Regions from separate parts of the Sus scrofa genome. Here region 1 is linked to region 2. The links are chromatin contacts, called in public Hi-C maps. All regions are on one chromosome and are shown on one strand. Each heading gives the region's core, a stretch centred on a gene start, on an enhancer-like site or on the middle of the called end of the contact. The rest is flanking DNA. Distances are from core to core; before and after follow the strand shown.

Evidence for each region. Hi-C and Micro-C count contacts between places; a contact is called where the count stands out from the background.
Region 1: a Hi-C map of liver shows a contact between it and region 2, with 16 times the contacts expected there. The contact joins the promoter of HPGD here to the enhancer-like site in region 2. A contact is called at or near these places in 2 of 5 promoter capture datasets (fetal liver and liver), 9 of 47 Hi-C or Micro-C datasets (heart right ventricle, liver, mesenteric adipose tissue and 4 more) and 1 of 2 datasets of contacts at active chromatin or transcription factors (skeletal muscle).

Annotation. Positions count from the first base shown.
Region 1 is chr14:15,717,371-15,720,592 of Sscrofa11.1, reverse strand. It overlaps HPGD (hydroxyprostaglandin dehydrogenase 15-(NAD)), which reads right to left and starts at 1,864. Exons shown (of 7, transcript NM_001190248.1): 1 at 1,772-1,864; 2 at 1,355-1,478. The coding sequence starts at 1,864.
Region 2 is chr14:15,528,117-15,531,668 of Sscrofa11.1, reverse strand. GLRA3 (glycine receptor subunit alpha-3) reads right to left here. Exons shown (of 12, transcript XM_021074190.1): 7 at 2,842-2,924. Among named protein-coding and RNA genes, the nearest start is that of HPGD, 190 kb to the left of the region's middle. Within about 2 kb of position 2,143, at least 2 of the 83 cell types and tissues checked have an H3K27ac peak or open chromatin away from gene starts, as enhancers often do. A contact at or near this core is called in liver, where this site is marked.

The DNA.
Region 1 (3,222 bases), core at 615-3,114, 190 kb before region 2:
CCAGTCACTCATTATGTGTCTGGTTTCCTCCTCCACAATCACTTATCCTTAAGGAATGTGTTTACAGCCAAGGTACTAATTTTAAATACTGGGAGGCAAAACAATTAAGGTTAAATGTCACATGCGAAACTACATAAATTCAGACAGAAATAGCTTTCGGATACTCTATACTGTTTCCTATTCCATCAGCACTGGCTGATGGGACTTGACATGACTTTATCCCTAATCCAAAATATGCATGATCAGCAAAACTTTATCCTCTGGCAAAACGCATTCCCCTAAACGCACTGTGTTTATGGATCTCTTCTACTTAGGCTTGTAATCCACGTTATAGGTCTTTATAAAATTTTCAGATTTTAATTGCATAAGTTCCTTTAAAACAATTTCCCTTAACGGTAACTTGTTCCCTTCTGACATATCGATCTATTTTCACTCTTACAGAACAGCCCAACATTTTCAAAGAAATGCAAACATCTGTGTGTTAAGAACAGAAGTACTGGAGTGACTTCTATGAAAGTGTTTTGGTCCTGTCGTTAAAGATGTGCCTAACCTTTTACTTAGTTTTTCCAAGAACCTTTGTGAAATACCAAGATTTTACTTGCCTATTTTTCCACAGAAAAGTATTATTCTTCACACAAATCTGCTTCTGTATGACCAAATTTGTTTATCGACTATGCCGATTGATACTGTCCCTGATATTTCACAACTAGGTGGGTCTCTTTTAAGACAGTAGATGGAAACCAGAAAGCATTGAGGAAAGTCTAGGAGAAACTCTTCTTTTGCATTTCTAACACTGCAGCACAACTATTATTATTTTTAAAGTATCATTTCATAGAGGAAAAACCAGAGAACATCTGGTTAAAAGCACTCAGCACGTCTGTGATGACAACCCTTGACCTCGCATTCTAGTATGTTCCAAAGAGAAACACTGCCACATTTGATTGTCATTGGGCTCTGTGTCTTCCAGCTTTCTGGGAGAAGCTGTTTGCCATACTCACCCAGCCGACTTTATCTCTCCTAGTTCCATCTGCAAGTTCAATCATTTAATAATTAATGTAGCAGCACTGTCTTGGAATACACCAAGGAATTTTGATTACATTATGTGCTGCCAAATGACTAAAATAAAAGGATTTCTCAAGCATTCTTGGTTTCCCTCCCCCCCTTAGTTTTTTATGGCTGTTGGGCTGTCAGAGGAAACCTAACAGTCCTTGCTATCTCCTGCAGCTCAGAGGTAGCTGCCCTCCAGGAGGAAGCCTGCCACCCGCCCCAGGGTGGTTCTCTGGCCAGGGATGCCTTCAGGTTGCTGCTTGCTCAAGGCGCGCTTGGCGCAGATGGATTGATTCCCTCCTCTTACCTCTAAGTTGTGCCTGGTCCGCCACATCGCACTGGATGAAAAGAGTCTTCTGAGGTTCAAACTGCTCATCCAGGGCAGCTTTACACTTTACACCTGCTTCAAAATTCCAGTCGACAAGCGCTACCTACAGACAAGGGGAGAGGAATCGGAGTCCCGCGCGGCTCGTGAAAAAGACGGACAGATCGACAGGAAATCGACCACAGGAGGTTCCTCTTTTGGACCTGAGATCGATCGGGCAGTTCAAGTTCGGGTTCTCTCTTAGCGCGTTCGAGGTCCGCTCGAGCGCGCCAGCCGGGGCAGCTGTGCAGGCGGCACGGCAGGCGCTGGGGGCGCAGCCTCGGTCCCCGCTCCTGGCGGCCCGTCTGGCGGGCGGGTCTCGGGTGGGCAGGAGAGGTTCTCGCGCCGCGCGCTGCTTACCTTGGCGCCCTTGAGCAGCAGCGCCTCCGCAGAGGCTCGGCCGATGCCCTGCGCCGCGCCGGTCACCAGCGCCACTTTGCCGTTCACGTGCATGTTGCTGCGTGCGCGCGGTGGGCAAACTCGGCGTCTCCGCGCTGCAGCGGCTTTTAAGGACCCTGCGCGCGCGCGTGCGGCCGGAGGCGCTCCCCTGCCAGTGGGCGGGGATGAAGCTGTCAAGCCAGCGCCGGGCACTCACGATTGTGTCACCTGGTCCTGAGCGCTCCGTGACGCCTGGTTCGGCGATCTTTGCCTTCCTGACTTGTAGCCAAGCCCAGGTCGGAGCCTCCCCTCCTCCTGTGGCTGCCTAGCTGGGGATGGGGGAAACAAAGCAGAAAGGTTATTTATTCCCCAAGGAGCATTCCCTTCAGTTCACTGAAGACCCCCTACCTGTAAAAGGAGGATAGAGGAGAGGTTTGGGAGCTTGGACTCCTCCCTTGCGCCCAGGTCCTCCCCCTAACCCCAGCATCCCTCAAAAACAAAAACAAACAAACAGGAAAGCACAATTTTAGGGATGTTGCTCTTTTGTCTCGGTACAATTTTTTGTCTGAATGCCCATCTCCTGGCCCATGGGGCGGGGTTGGAGGGAGCAGAGGTAACTGACATCTTTGTTTTGTTTTGTTCCCCCTCTTAACTGTGCTTTGGACAATACTGTGTAGATATTGGAGATGAAAAGCACACTGTGCTCTGAACAGAAAGCTCCGGAATTTGAGGAGTCTTGTTGGCACTGATGTTTCAGATCAGTGTCAACTATGGGTCATCCTGAGAGAACCCAGCAAGAACTGTCATCACTGCCAGCAGAGGACTTCCAGAGTTGCTGCCAGCCTGGTGAGCTGCTGGTTCAATGGAATGCTTGTTCGTTGAGTCATACTAGTTCTGGAGGCTCCGAGTTAAGTATGGGACAGAGGTTCCCGGTCATCCAGGAACTTGAGCTTGAGCTGTGCACTGAGATGCGTTTAGCTGGCCTAGTCTCTCTATCTCTCATGTTAACACCGGCTGGCTTCAATTTTAAGTCTGTAAATTTAATGTCTGCTTGGCATTTATTTTCATGATCAAAAAAGTCTAAGCACTTGCAGAGATGGGGGTCAGGCAAAAAGCTTAAAGAGCAGAATGAATCCTTTGTGTACTGCTTTGCCGCTCACAGTGGGCAGCAGATGAGGGAACTGGCTTGGCAGTGCAGGCATTTTCCATGTTCCAGGAGGATGTGTGAAATACATGTCAGTAAACCACTGAAGCAAAAGACTTCATATTGAAAGGAAACAGCAAAGATTGAGAAAAAAAAAAAAAAGGAAGCAAACAAAAACCTGACCTCTAGGGGCATGCATGGAACATAGAAGAAGAAAGAGAACCGTTTTTCTTTATCAGGAAAGAACTAACATAAGAGCCAGAGAAGTAGCTGCTAGAAGGACAGAGGG
Region 2 (3,552 bases), core at 894-3,393:
AAAATTTCACCTTATTGTTGAACCACTCTGTAGATGGCTACTAATAGTATATCCTCGATCCTAAACTCTAACTCCTCCCTTTGGCTTTATACCTAAATTTCTCAAGCTTCAGAAATATTGAGATTTGATTTATCAATATTCCCTTCAACATTTATTTCTCATTTCAAATACAATTCTATTTACCTAAGCTCTTTAAATCTGACTCATCAGTACCCAGAGCTTTTGCATACACTTTGAATTGAAGTGAATGAAGAATGGTGGAATGCACCCCCAAATATGCCACTTTAGCAGAAGGATTATTTTAAGCTAAAGGAACCTAAAAAACAGCAGATACAAGAAGAGCATTCTAATCTTCCCTTTTCTTCCTGAAAAACAGGAGATTAAAAACTCCCATGTGGGGAGTTCCCTTCGTGGCTCAGTGGTTAATGAACCCGACTAAGAACCATAAGGATGTGGGTTCAATCCCTGGCCTCGCTCAGTGGGTTAAGGATCTAGTGTTGTTGTGAACTGTGGTGTAGACGCAGATGCAGCTCAGATCCCACATTGCTGTGGCAGAGGTATAGGCTGGCAGCTGCGGTTCCGATTTGTCCCCTAGCCAGGGAACTTCCATATGCTGCAAGTACAGCCCTAAAAAGCAAAACAAACAAACAAAAAACAACTCCCACGTGAAAGACATACCCCCCATAGCAGGAAAAAAGAAATGTTCTCCAACAGGGGATCAAAACTGAGAGAATTCTGTACAAACCGACTTTGTTAAAATAATCCAGCTCTTCCTTTAGCTTCCCCACACAGTCTGGCTACTCTTCCACAAGTGCTTCTCTGTTGAGCTTGGTATAAAAGCATTTGGGTTTTGCCATTTCCTTGTCTATTCATTTCCTTATGGTGGATTCCCACCTCATGCAAAACTTATAAATTTGTATCCTTTTCTCCTATTAACCTGTTTTATCTCTTTAATTTTCAGGCCCAGCATAAGAAGGTAAAGATAACATGTTACATCCTCTATAGCATCGACCTGTATTGTTTTCACCTTCCACATGTTCCTTTTCGTCCCTGTTTGTATTCTTTCTTTCTTCTTCTGTTTTTTTGGGGTTTTTTTTGTTTTTGCTTTTTAGGGCCACACCTGCAGCATATGGAAGTTCCCAGGCTAGGGGTTGAATTGAAGCTGCAGCTGCTGGCCTACACCACAGCCATAGCAACACCAGCTGCGTCTGTGACCTACACCACAGCTCACTACAACGCAGGATCCTTAATCCACTGAGCAAGGCCAGGGACTGAATCCACATCCTCATGGATCCTAGTCGGGTTCATTAACCACTGAGCCATGATGGGAACCCCCCCCCCCCACTTGTATTCTTTTCCTCAGAATGTTATGAAATCTTCCTAAGTAAGGTTTGGTTCATCTGGCTGAATCTTTAAGAACATCATATTGACCAAATCATTTTCTTGCTCCTAAATCTTGAACAGCTCCTCACTACTGGATAACATCCAGCATCCTTGGTTCAGTAATGAGGGAACCAGTCTGTCTCAGACTAGTTTTCATACAATTTTTTTCTCAATACTCTCCCATGTGCTTAATTTTGTCTCCAAGATACAGAATCAAACTGCCCTCAAAATGCCTTCATGGTCCAGTTGGAAATCTACACTGCTGGGAATATTGTATTTTTCTTCCTCCATTTTTATTGCTAAATAGTTCCCCCAACTAAAACTACATTTTTATCTTCTTTCATTTAATTTAGTAATTTATCCATGGGTATGCTTAATATTTAAGAACTACTTAGAAAAGTAGTGTATTTAAATTTAACAAAAAAAGAGTTATTGTCAGAAAGAGGTATTTCCACTTCCTTACTTTAAGAGAAACCAAACAAGGAGGAATGAATCCTGCCCCCACCCCGCCCCGCCACCCTGTCCCCACCCCCCATGAGTTAGGCATGCCATCTAGTGGCGGATCCACCGCACTACAGACCTGGCCTCAGGCCAGCTAGTCTAAAGATCCACTTTCAAATTTTTCTCAAAGAATATGTCAAACAGATATTTTTTTTCCCTTATATAGCACAGTACCACAAGAAAAATACTGCATAATGCTTACTCTTTGTAAAATGGCACTAAACAATGAAAACCCATTAAGTTGGGCTGATTATACAGAGATAAGTTCAGAGAAAGAGAAGACCTGAAGTTTTCATGTGTTAGCATTAATCAGTGACGCACACAGGTCCACTTTGGAAGAAGAAATTTAAAGAAACGCCTATAAGCTTGGATAAATCTCTGATAAAGGGTGAGAAAAGTCTTTCCTCCTTGGGATAACATATGAAACACAGCCAGCAGTGTCATCACTGAATAAATATTACACGAGGGTTTGGCAAAATGGTTCAGAGTAAGCATAGCCTTTGAAGCCAGATGGATTATTATGATCACTTCTCTAAACTGGGGCACAATCACTAGAAATTACCATTTTCACATGTTAAAATGTGGGGACAACATATTCGTTGTGAGTATGAGAAATAATATCTTTAAAAGGTTTGGACTACAGCAAGGCATCCAGTAAAAAAATAGTAGTCTTTGATGGTTATCATCCTTTTTACCTCTGATGATTTGTAGAGAGAAAATAGCTATTTGTTTCAAGCTTAAAAACTATTATTTCTATTCCTGAATTTATTTCTTTATCACAGTATGGAGTACATGTGCTCATAGACACCATTCCTTTCCATACCAGATGGAAGATAACTCCTATTTAGTAAATATTGGGCAAAAACAATTACAAAACAAATTATCTATGTAACTCATTAAATATATTATCTACTATTTTTTTTAAAGTATTCAGAAATATAAGTTGTTTCTACTTACAACTTTCCAGCTGCATGATACAGGTCTGTACATCCATTGGAAAATTCTTGAGATCCATTGGACAGGAGAGAGTCAGGGTCAATCTGAAAGAAGTAAAGTAATTATTTTAAAAATAAATATATAATATCATATTAATGTTCTATTTTTCAAGGTACAACTAGAAAACAATGTTGCTTGGTCATGACTAACATCTATTCAAATAAAATTTGCTCTACTTGGGTATGTTATTTAATGTGAAATAGCTGTATCCTTTGACATAAATCCAGTGGGGTTTTTTTTGGGGGGGGGAAGAAAAGCTGTACATATAAATATCCGATCACATGTATTTATTTATCTAATTAAGATTTCCTTTAGAGAGGGCTGCAGATGTCTAAGAGAGATCTATATTTTCAGAAAAGACCCTGAAAGAGATATTTGAGGGTGAGTTTTTATAAACTTAATACCAGAGGCCAAAAGACACACTTGCCCAGAATCGCACTGACAGCATCCTTGAAGAGACAAGCAGAGCCAAGGTCTGGAGTTTGAACAAGAGAAGGCTGGGTACTGGCAAGAAGACCTGGGTGACAACTTTCATCATCTTTGTAACTACACTGTAAAACTTGTTAGTGAACATCCAGAGGGGAAAAACTCTGACACTAAGTGAAGTCAGTCAGAGAAAGACAAATACCATATGAGATCATTAATATGTGAAATCTAATGAAAAATGAAACA